4 separate regions of the Mus musculus genome follow, and all the other regions are linked to region 3. Evidence: chromatin contacts called from public Hi-C, HiChIP or PLAC-seq and promoter capture Hi-C data. All regions are on one chromosome and are shown on one strand. The core of a region is the stretch at or near the end of the contact, and the rest is flanking DNA. Distances in the headings are between cores, read along the strand shown.

Region 1 (2,700 bases), core at 192-2,691, 190 kb after region 3:
TGCTTCTGCTGACTGCAGGGGTCTGTATGCACAGTTAACCTTGGTGATTGATCCTGATTTGTAGGGACAGACCTTCCAATGTGGCTGGAAGCCTCTGGGATGACTCGAAATACTTCCTATGAGAAGGGTCTTGCTCCATGTGTATGTCTGTATGTCTATGTGTACAGCTCAGAACTGCTCCAGGCCAAGGAGATAGCAGCCTCTGCGACAGGACACAAACACACTGGGCTTCACGGTGCCTGAGATCTCGTTGCCCAGCAGACCCCCTGGAAGTCTCCTGGACACCATGCCTGCTATGGATCCCTGGAATCCATTAGCTAATCGGGCCCTTACCTAGCATGGCCTTGGTGACTGGAGACATACAGATGCAGTAAGAGCTCACTTTCAGATGATATACACACAGCCACTGGCAAACACCATTTAGAGACAAAAAAAAGAGTCCCAGGCATTTAATAGTCATGTTAACAATGCATTATTAGAAAGTGAATTCACTCTGACAGCATCCCAGCCAGCAAGAAGCAGGGCTCCACTGGCCATAAAGCCATCACTCATCTCGTGACTAAAGGAGACAGGCTTGCCAAGGGGTGGCACTCGTGAACACAGCACAGACCTGGCTTAAGGCTGTGGACAACAGGCCTCCACCAAGGGGAGCCCATGAAAATTTAAAGACATCCTGCTGTCTGCCAAAGAGCATCATTTTAAGGCAGGCAAGCAGGGGCTGCTGTTCCTCTAACTTCCTTCCTCTCATGACTGGGAATGCCTGTCACTACCCTCCAAGGTGAGAAGATGTCAGGGGGTGGCTCCCAAACCTGGATTTCTCAAGCCTCCTTTACCTGTATCCAGCCTTCAGTCTCCCACTGTGGTCTTCCCCAGGGTCAAAAAGAGGGTACTGCCCCTCATCCCAGGACTTCTCCCTGGTGGCCTTCAAGGCAAAGCGCTTAGCCATTGGTCTAGTGACCAGTGCCCTCCAGAAAAGGCTGCCTCACACCTCCATGCCCTTCCAAGTTGCTTTCCAGAAGTAATTTCCATGTAATGAGAACACAGGAAAACCTCATTATTTCAGACACTGCTAATTAGGGCTTTGTGATCAGCCTGCCTAAACCAGCAGAGGCTGGCATTTGCTTTCTCTACAGACACTGCAAATGAGCAGCCAGACAAGATCACCAGGACCTTTTAAAAAGCCACAAGCAGCTCACGGCCAGCGGCCATCAGCTGTCATTTCACACCATCCTCACAAGGCACGCTAATTGCTGGTCTGTCCTTTAGAGAAGCCCCCAGCCCAAGAGTGGGGGCATCCATGCAGCCAAAGGTACCCTACTCAAAGAGGTCCCAGGGCACCACTATGAGGGTTATCCCCATTCCTCAGAAGGGAAACTGAAGCTTAGAGTGAGGGCTTATTTTGAGTCACATAGTAACACTCCTTCCTATGCTCATAGCCACCAGGCCCAACTTCCTCCTTGCTAGCTCCAAGCTAACAAATGGCCCTGTCTGGAGGTTCCACATGCAAATAGGGCAAACTCTTCTCCCTTATAAACTGTAGAGTTTCTAGAGGCCCCTAAGTGGGACAGCAAGAGCATGGGGGCTTCTTGTGAGAAAGAGCCTGTTACTGGAGATGTCCCCAAAAGCCATACACCTGAGACCCTGATGGTCACAGTGGGGGTAGACCATGGAGGGCTATGGCAGTCAATACTGAGCCTGTAGAGCCCAGGCCACTCTAGTCCCAAGCTTCCTATGCCACTGGATGCAAGGAGAATGGGAAGGGAGAGATGTGAGGGATGCCCTGAGAGGTCAGTCTACAGGTGGGGCATGCACTGGGCTGCATCCCATGAGCTTCTCATTCCTCAAGGCTTCTCCTCTCCTTGTGGATGCTAGCTAGCCCTCTGCCATGGAACCCTGCCGCACTCTTCCCATCCCATCCCTGAACCCTGTCCAGTGCTCACTCCTGCTTCCATTGAGGGATGGGAAATGCAACCCTGCACTCATGAACACATTAAAATTGGGACCCCTGGGGTCTAGAAGGTCTAATCCATCCCAAGAGAGTCCACTATGAAAGAGTCATGTCAAGGGTGATGGAGAATCTAGTGAGGGACCAGCTCTGTGAACCTCTACAGAACCCCACATATACCTTCCTGCTCCCTCTGATAAGTGTACCTGCTGCTCCCAGGGTATCCAAAGAGACAATCCAGGTCATCACAGGTAAGGGTGGGACCAAGTAGGACTTGACAGGACAGGTGGGTAAGGTGTGACAGAGTAGGACAGATAGAGTGGGCGTCCTGGAAGTGGAGATTACCATGTCCTCTGAAGCAGCTCATGTCCCCCAAAGCTTGATCTTTCTGTGCCCTCAGTCCTAAATTCCTAGGCAAGACTGAGCAGGGCTGGGAGCCTCTGGGGAGCAGAACTGGATCTGTGGGTTTCCTTTATCAAGTACCTATTTCTTTTTTGTTTGGTTTGGTTGGGCTGAGGATTTTGTTGCTGTGGTAGTGATTGTGATTTTGGTTGAGGTTGATTGGTTGGGTTTTTTTTTTTTTGTTTGTTTTTGGTTTTGGTTTTGTTTTGTTTTGTTTTTGAGACAAGGTGTCTGTTTTAGTTAGGGTTTCCATTTCTGAGGAGAGAAACCATGTCCTTATAAGGGACAACGTTTAATTAGGGCTGGCTTACAGTTCAGAGGTTCAGCCCATTATCATCATGGCAGGAAGCATG
Region 2 (2,700 bases), core at 157-2,656, 140 kb after region 3:
TCATGGATTGGCAGGATCAATATAGTAAAAATGGCTATCTTGCCAAAAGCAATCTACAGATTCAATGCAATCTCCATCAAAATTCCAACTCAATTCTTCAACGAATTAGAAAGGGCAATTTGCAAAGGCATCAGGAATAACAAAAAAAAAAAAAAAAAAAAACCCTAGGATAGCAAAAATCTTCTCAATGATAAAAGAACCTATAGTGGAATCACCATGCCTGACCTAAAGCTACTACAGAGCAATTGTGATAAAAACTGCATGGTACTGGTATAGCGACAGACAAGTAGACCAAAAGAATAGAATTGAAGACCCAGAAATGAACCCACACACCTATGGTCACTTGATCTTTGACAAGGGAGCTAAAACCATCCAGTGGAAAAAAGACAGTATTTTCAACAAATGGTGCTGGCACAACTGGCGGTTATCATGTAGAAGAATGCAAATTGATCCATTCCTATCTCCTTGTACTAAGGTCAAATCTAAGTGGATCAAGGAACTCCAAATAAAACCAGAGACAGTGAAACTTATAGAGGAGAAAGTGGGGAAAAGCCTCGAAGATATGGGCAAAGGGGGGAAATTCCTGAATAGAACAGCAATGGCTTGTGCTATAGGATCGAGAATCGACAAATGGGATCTCATAAAATTGCAAAGCTTCTGTAAGGCAAAAGACACCGCCAATAAGACAAAAAGGCCACCAACCGATTGGGAAAAGATCTTTACCTATCCTAAATCAGATAGGGGACTAATATCCAATATATATAAAGAACTCAAGAAGGTGGACTCCAGAAAATCAAATACCCCCATTAAAAATGGGCTCAGAGCTAAACAAAGACTTCTCACCTGAGGAATACCGAATGGCTGAGAAGCACCTGAAAAAATGTTCAGCTCCTTAATCATCAGGGAAATGCAAATCAAAACAACCCCGAGATTCCACCTCACACCAGTCAGAATGGCTAAGATCAAAAATTCAGGTGACAGCAGATGCTGGCAAGGATGTGGAGAAAGAGGAACACTCCTCCATTGTTGGTGGGATTGCAAGCTTGTACAGCCACTCTGGAAATCAGTCTGGCAGTTCCTCAAAAGGAAGGGGGAAGGGAGAAGGATAGGAAGAGGGGGGAGGGGGAGGGGGAGATAGAGAGGGGAAGGGAGAGGGGGAGGAAGAAAGGGAGAGGGAGGGGGAGAGGGGGGAGAAAGGGGAGAGGGAGAGGGGAGAGGGAGGCAGGAAGGGGGAGAGGGAGGGAAGGAGAGGGAGAAGGAAAGTGAGTGAGAGAGAGAGAGAGAGAGAGAGAGAGAGAGAGAGAGAGAGAGAGAGAAGTGAGGCTATGAAATCTCCAGGGATGTAATTCCTCCAGTAAGGCTAAACTTCCCCCATGACCTCATCAAACAGCAGCAGCACCAGGGAGCAACTGTTTAAATCCATAAGCCTGTGAGGGGTAGTTCCCATTTAAGCCACTACAGTGGCTACAGAGTGGGAACTGACAGGCTTTTAAAGGTTAAAAGGGGAGTCCTGTGGCTCAGAGAAGACATGCCTCTTGGACTTGACTGTAGCAGAATGTTTTCCTGGTATACTTAGTCTCTACTCATCCTAGAGGGAGGGCACTAACAGTCCAAAGAATGAGCCCTATCCAAACCCAACTAGGTAAAGTAATGGCGCTATTCAAATTATCCACAGGCACATAAGTCACTCAGAGGCAGGAGCATCACCAGCAAGTCTTGCTCCCAGCGTAGGCTACTCAGGAAAGGCTGTCCCTGTGCACCCCCAGCCCATCACCACTCACTGTAAATAGCACCCCAAGACCTGGGCAACTGAAGCAGCAGGGAGTATGGTAGATTCTTAGCAAATGTTCCCTAATGGCCCCTGCTCCTTCCACAGGGACGCCTCGTCACCATAACCTCAGACCTGGCTGTCAGCCTATCATTCTGCCTGTTTCACTGTCCTGGCTATGGTCAAGGTCTTCTGTAAGTCAGCACAGCTACTCAACTTCAAGACAGTCGTGGTCATATCACACTCCGGCAAAACGGCTTCACTGCCATGACAGATTGGGGACATTACTAAGTCAGCAGGGACATGGAAAATTGAATAGCACAGCTAACAAGTGCGCACTCTTTATAGTGCAAAAGACAATGTTTTCAAAATGGATTCCATGCTGCACTAAAACATGTCTCCGGAAGTCGAGAGCCTTGGCAATTTCCAGGCCAGGTCCTGTAAGCACAGAGGGAAAACTAGGAAGACTGTGCTGGGAGAGCAAGAAGAACAACCCCAACGCAGGGTTCAAGCCTCGCAGCAGAAATTCAATGTACTTATCCTGGAATGTAGTAAAGAATACTGCACACTGTACACTGGGGCTAGAGAGACAGTGCTTATGAGCACTGAGTGCTCTTCCTGAGGTCACAGGTTCAAGTCCCACCATCACATAGTGGCTCACAACAGTCTGTAAGGCAAGCCCCAGAGGATCTGATAATTCCTTCTGGACTCCACAGGCACTGCACACACAGGATACACACACAGATGAAGACATGCACACATACACATAAAAAAATAAATGAATAAAAGTTACTTTTAAAAGAATACTATGTGTCAAAACTTGAGAAATAACGCTAAAACAATATGTATACAAGGAAATTTAAGGTGTTAAATAATTGTTTTGGAAAAGCTGAAAACGTGTGAACTTATCTAAAAATATGCAAGAGAGAAGC
Region 3 (2,700 bases), core at 2-2,501:
TTGAGCCAGCAGGGCTCACGCCCAGCACTCGGGCCAGGGTCATCTTGGCTGTTGACGTTTTCTCTGCAAATGAGGACTGAACACAGAGAGACAAGCCCCCGGAAGATGTCATATCCCTCTTGGCAGACCCCAGGAGGCCTGCCTTTGTTCTGACATCTCTTCCTGGTCTATAATTGACCAGGTGGGAAAGAGCGCAGGGGTAGGGGGCTGCGAATAGGCTGGCTTTCCCTGCCCGGGACTGGAACAACTTGGAGGAATGCCTGCAGAAACTGGCTTTCCTCAGCTTAGAGGGCTTGCTTCAAAGTCAAAAGCACTATGAAGTTGTGTTTGCCGGCTGTTCTGTTTTGCTGAGACTTACAAGTCTTGGCACAGATACTGCTGAAGCTTGCCTGGCCCTGATCTGGGTCCCTGCGAGGGACCCCTGTCCATCTAAGCCTACAGCATAGACGCCAGATACTCTAACCCCGCCCCTCCCCGCCCCCCGTGCATGTACCATACCCCACAATCATGGGTGTGGCCCCTCTAGTTCCTCCTGAGCCCTATGCTTCCAGCAGCTCCTGACGGTAGGTTGGCACACTCTCTCTCCTTCATCCTCTACTGTGCACAGCAGGCATACCGCCCCCCTCCAGTCCCTCTCTGTTTAAACCTGCTCCCACAAGCCCAGGGTGTTCCCCCGCTAGGACTTCCAACTGTCCCCTCCTTCTGAGGTAGTTGTCCAAGGTTCCCAGCAGTGTCTCTCACTTTGTAGCTACCTCTTTACTCCTGCGCTGACACTGGAGACTCCACCCAAGCTACTCTTTCCTGCTGGGGCTCAGGAGACACCCCAAACTGACTGGACTTAGTCCACCAGGGAAGGCAAGCCCAGCAGCAGGGGAGGAGACCCTTGACCACAAGCAGGCCGGGCCTGGGCGAGACAAAACCGTGAGGGTGACCGAGAGAGCTGGGCGAGGGGGTGTTCTGTGGATGGGTGCCATGCGAGATTCTTGAGGTTTTATATTTTTTTTTTACGATTTGTGGCGGCGTTTTATCCGTCCTCCTGGGTGACCCTAACTCTTCGGCCGACCGGTTTGCAGACCTCGCTGCCTGCAGCCAGGGGGCGTCGCGGAGCCGGAGCTCGGAGGAAAAATCCACCCATTTCCTGGGCAGATTGCGTCGGCCGCCGCCCGGCCTTGTCCCCGCCCCCCGGCCGCGGCCCCCGCGCACAGCCCGCGCCGCGCTCAGAACCCGGTGGCCCTTCTCGAGAGCGGAGCGCGCGGGGACGCTGCAGCGGCGGGCAGCGCGGGCAGGCAGCGCGCGCCGGGCAGGGCCGCCTGGTCACCTCCCGGCGCCGGGGCGGCGCGGCGATGGCCAGTGCGCACAGGGAGGCAGAGACCGGCGGGCGGCGGCGGGCAGAGGGGGCGCGGGGACGCGGCCGGGCGCCCCTGCCCGCCGTGGTGCCCGCCGCCTGAGGCTGCCCGGGGCGCGGGAGCCGGCGCCGGCGCGGCGCGGGCGCAGGAGGCCACTCGAGGCGCGATGTCGGTGCCGCTGCTGAAGATCGGGGTCGTGCTAAGCACCATGGCCATGATCACCAACTGGATGTCCCAGACGCTGCCCTCGCTGGTGGGCCTCAATACCACCCGGCTTTCGGCCGCCAGCGGCGGGACGCTGGACCGCAGCACCGGCGTAAGTGCGCCCGCCTTGAGCCCTCGCGGCCCCTCCTCCCTCCTGCCTCCTCTCGGGTCGAGCCCCGGGCTGGCCCGGCGGTGCGGCACAGGATGGGGTCACCCTGGGAGGGAGGGTTACAAGGGCCGGGGTCACGAGCCCACCCTCTGCCCTGCAGCCAAGCAGTGCCTTCAGCTGCGGCCGCCACTCGCACTCTGGCGTTTCGGGGCGATGCTTTTTGCTCCCAGTCCCCCGGAGGGGCTTGAGGACACCTGCTTTGGTGATGGTGGGAGGGGTTCAAAGTCCAGAGTCCTCGTTCACTAATATTAGAAAATCTTTCTTTGCAAAGCTTAGGAAACTGAAGCTAGGGACTTGGGGACTTAGCCAAGGTCACTCAGCAAGTAAGGGGTGGAGGTGCTGCTTAAAACCCTTTGTGGGCTAGGTCCAGCCAGGACTCAGCTCGCCCTACTTTGTAAAAGACGGACTGGACCAGTGCAGAGTGGGGCCCAAGGCAAAAGACCAGAGCTTGTGATCTCACCTGAGCCCCCCAAATCCCAAGGGACCCTTCCGGTCTCATCTCGGTTGGAAGATCTCAGCGTGCACTCTGGAGGAGGTTGAGAGGAGCTGGGCGGGACCCAGCTGCCGATCTGTCTTCACCCACCCCTCTCTACTGGCCTCTGACACGGAAATCGAATCTCCATGTCATCGGCAGCCTGCGGATGGGGAGCTATGGCTGGGGGTTGGGTGGAGGGTCTGGATAAGGCTGACTTCCATGATAGATGGAGCAGGCTGAGCAGAGACCACCCTTAAGTCAGGGGCCACTGGAAAGGGACCCTGGCATAACCTTCTCAGTGGAAAGGACAGGTGAGGGACCATTCTCCTCCAGTTTGATCCCAAGAGCTGGGTGGTGTGACCCACCACCACCACCACCACCATCTATCACTCTTGTAGGGTCTGCCTCTCCTGTTGTTTTAAAAAGAGTTTTCCTAGTGCCCTGGTACTGGGAGTGGTGTCCCACTCCTTAAATCCCAGAGGCAGGTGGGTCTCTGTGAGTTTGAG
Region 4 (2,700 bases), core at 11-2,510, 240 kb after region 3:
ACCTGCCAAGTGTCAGCACCTCGCATCTCTCCCAAGCAGACTACTGTCTTCTAGGCATTAGACCAGGAGACATACACAGAGTGGCTTCAGGGACACCCAAAGGTGTTTCTCACAACACTAAAAGCATTCCAAAATAGGCCTACAGCTACATCTTGGTGATGGTATTATTGGTTGTGTAATTCTCTCTAAATGTTCATAATATTACTTCATAGTGACAAAAACTCAGGCCAGGTGTGATGGCACTTGCCTTTAATCCCAACACTCTGAAGACAGAGGCGAGTGGATCTGTGTAAGTTTGAGGTCAGGCTCATTTATATAACAAGTCTCTAGGGGTTTCTCCTGTCAGATCCCTGGCACTCTCTAATCATTTCCTCTGCCTTATCAGACAGGGTGAGTGCCTAGGGCCGGGGGTGAGCCTGGCTTGTTCCCTGACATGATCAATACAGAATCTCCAGACATGTCTAAAAAGTAAAAGAAAACTAGGGAGATTTCCGACATCACATACAGTGTGCCACAGAGCCAAGAAATTCCACTGTATAATCCTGACCGCGTTGGCGGAAGCTAGTCCTATCCCACCTGTTCCTAAGACCACTGGTGTGAATGTGGAGCAAGGTCACCCTGCATGACTCCTGTTGCTTAGTTCTCCTCAGCCTCAGGGTTCCTATCTTTAAGCACACTCTAAGATCTGGCTAAAGTGGGGAGAGGGGGCATTGTGCATAGACATATAGAAGCGTTCTACAATGTAAAGGGACTTGGGTAGCCCAGAAGGCCCCGCGGTGTCCAGAGCAGGCAAACTAAGCACAATCTTGAGCTGGGTGCAAACTGCAGGCAAGGAAGCACACCTTTGCTGTGTTTGAGGATAGGAAGGGCAACTGTGAGCAGATGCCAGGCACGCGGGGGCCACTGGATCTGGACCAAAAAGAAGGTATGTGCGAGGGTCCGGCCGCCCTCCTTCTCTTCACGGCCACGCCTCTCGCCGTGGCCAACTTGCCGACGCGCGCGACCTCCTGAACCCCTGGGCTGCGCACGCTCTCGGCGCCCGGAGCTGCGCCAGGCCCCGGGTGGGAGGACAAGGAGGGTCCCCGCGCAGGCTCCGAGTCCCGCGGGCGCCGCGGCCGTTTCCAAGCTGCCCCATGCGCTCCTCCCGCGCGCCGTGCGTGTCCGAGCGCGGGCGCTCGCAGTGCAGGTGGGCGCGCTCTCGCGGGCGGGGGTCCGGCCGGGCCGCGCGCCTCCCCCGGAACTCGGCCGTGCCATTCCCATGATGCCCAGCCACCGGGCACGGCTTCCGGAGCGCGGTCGCCGCCGCCGCGGGTAGGTGGCGGGAGAGACGGCCCGGGGTGGGGGGTGGGGGTCGCCCCGCCCCTCGCCGCGCCGGCCCCGCCCTCCTTTCCCGCGCTCCCACGGCGCGCCGGGCCCCTGAGTCCCCGCGGGACTCCGCGGTGGCTGCGGGCGCCCGACCGAGGGAGGGCGGGGCGGGAGTGTCCGTGCTTCCCCGCTCTCCGGGCCCGGCGCCTCCCGGGACGCGGGGCGCAGGGCGGGCAGCTGGGCTGGCTTCGTGGTGCAGGCCGCGGCGTGCAGGGTCCGGATCGGGTTGGTGGCTGAGGCTGGTGTTATCACGGGAGAGGGTCCCGGCCCCCGGGAGGCGCCTCTCGCGGATGCCTGGCGCTTGTTGCGCCCTGCGTTCCTCGAGAGCCAGCGGGCGCCGGGCGGGCCCAGGTGTGGCTCAGGTGAGGGGCGGGCTCCCGGTCACTGAGGCCGGCCTGGCCTTCAAGGCTGCCTTCTCGACCTGCCACGAACAGCTTCGAGACTCCCGGATTCCCTAAGCCTGGGATCCCAGAAAATTACTCGGGGGGGATGGATGGATGGGGGCACAGACCAGCCGGAGGCCCTGCCACTGACTGGAGAAGGGTTGGCATTAACCTGCTGAAGACCAGACTGCGGCTCCCTCTCAGACAGTGAGAAGAGCAGTCAGTACTCAGGCAGCAGGGGGATCTGTCTCCCCTTGCTTCCAGCACTGTGCACAGGGATTGGCAGTCACAACAATTTTTCTGGGGGCCGAATCTTGTCAGCACCTCTGGCTCCTAAGGACCAAATCTTACCCACACCCACTTTAAGTTGGAGTACAGGGCCCTCTACATCATAAGTTAAGTGCAGAGTCCATGCTGGGGGGGGGGGGGCAGAGAGGGGTGATGATTGTACCCACAACCACCCTGGAAACCTGATTCCCAGAGCCTCCAGTTTAAAGCCCCAATTCTGGCTTCAGCTCACATTTCTAACTGTGAAGTTCATGGTTCTCCAGAGTGACAGCTCCCAAGATTGACCAGGTAGCTGGACCAACAACCATTAAGACTGTCAGAGGAGCTCAGTTCTGGGTCCATCGTTATAAGCTGTGAGCAGGTGAGTGGAAATAAACTGATTTATTCCCTCGGCTCTGCACCTGCTGTCATGTTAAGATATTAATGTTACTCACCCCATCCCACCCTGCCCTGCCCCAACGGGGAAAGCACTTTTTGTTGTGTTTACTTTGGTGGGTTGAGACAGCATCAAGTAGCCCAGATACTGTCTTTGAACTAGATAAGGAACCAGTACTAGCCTTGAACTCCTGATCCTCTGGCCTTCACCTGAGATTAAGGCATGCATACCCCACCACACCCTACTCGATTCAGACCCTTCACAGTTAAGCCCTGCAAATGTTACGTG

The links. A called contact is a pair of places that touch in the nucleus more often than the background predicts. HiChIP or PLAC-seq counts read pairs in DNA pulled down with a chosen protein or histone mark. Capture Hi-C pulls out chosen DNA fragments and counts their contacts.
Region 1: an H3K27ac HiChIP or PLAC-seq map of VIP interneurons shows a contact between it and region 3, with 7 times the contacts expected there. The contact joins the enhancer-like site here to the promoter of Olfm1 in region 3. A contact is called at or near these places in 24 of 39 promoter capture datasets (the 3T3-L1 cell line, 3T3-L1-derived adipocytes, the C10 cell line and 14 more), 8 of 484 Hi-C or Micro-C datasets (B cells, the CH12 cell line, Th2 cells and 5 more), 21 of 115 datasets of contacts at active chromatin or transcription factors (the 230-238 cell line, VIP interneurons, bone marrow-derived macrophages and 15 more) and 5 of 9 other capture datasets (adipose tissue, embryonic stem cells, liver and 2 more).
Region 2: a Hi-C map of bone marrow-derived macrophages shows a contact between it and region 3, with 28 read pairs. The contact joins the enhancer-like site here to the promoter of Olfm1 in region 3. A contact is called at or near these places in 15 of 39 promoter capture datasets (the 3T3-L1 cell line, the C10 cell line, the HPC-7 cell line and 12 more), 3 of 484 Hi-C or Micro-C datasets (bone marrow-derived macrophages and embryonic retina), 7 of 115 datasets of contacts at active chromatin or transcription factors (the 230-238 cell line, VIP interneurons, embryonic basal ganglia and 4 more) and 5 of 9 other capture datasets (adipose tissue, embryonic stem cells, liver and 2 more).
Region 4: a contact with region 3 is called in a promoter capture Hi-C map of adipose tissue. The contact joins the promoter of Ppp1r26 here to the promoter of Olfm1 in region 3. A contact is called at or near these places in 20 of 39 promoter capture datasets (the 3T3-L1 cell line, 3T3-L1-derived adipocytes, the C10 cell line and 13 more), 1 of 15 datasets of contacts at CTCF or cohesin (CD8 T cells), 3 of 484 Hi-C or Micro-C datasets (bone marrow-derived macrophages and embryonic stem cells), 21 of 115 datasets of contacts at active chromatin or transcription factors (bone marrow-derived macrophages, craniofacial prominence, embryonic basal ganglia and 11 more) and 5 of 9 other capture datasets (adipose tissue, embryonic stem cells, liver and 2 more).

What each region holds. Positions count from the first base shown.
Region 1 is chr2:28,396,515-28,399,214 of GRCm38.p6, forward strand. The region is part of intron 1 of Gm13373 (a long non-coding RNA gene); the gene reads right to left. Among named protein-coding and RNA genes, the nearest start is that of Gm13373, 6.8 kb to the right of the region's middle. Within about 2 kb of position 1,442, at least 26 of the 459 cell types and tissues checked have an H3K27ac peak or open chromatin away from gene starts, as enhancers often do. A contact at or near this core is called in the CH12 cell line, VIP interneurons, bone marrow-derived macrophages and 2 more, where this site is marked.
Region 2 is chr2:28,342,280-28,344,979 of GRCm38.p6, forward strand. The region is part of intron 2 of Gm13373 (a long non-coding RNA gene); the gene reads right to left. Among named protein-coding and RNA genes, the nearest start is that of Gm13373, 61 kb to the right of the region's middle. Within about 2 kb of position 1,407, at least 1 of the 459 cell types and tissues checked has an H3K27ac peak or open chromatin away from gene starts, as enhancers often do. A contact at or near this core is called in bone marrow-derived macrophages, where this site is marked.
Region 3 is chr2:28,204,438-28,207,137 of GRCm38.p6, forward strand. It overlaps Olfm1 (olfactomedin 1), which reads left to right and starts at 1,252. Exons shown (of 6, transcript NM_019498.2): 1 at 1,252-1,662. The coding sequence starts at 1,513.
Region 4 is chr2:28,445,586-28,448,285 of GRCm38.p6, forward strand. Ppp1r26 (protein phosphatase 1, regulatory subunit 26) reads left to right here and starts at 1,261. Exons shown (of 4, transcript NM_001005420.2): 1 at 1,261-1,311; 2 at 2,300-2,397.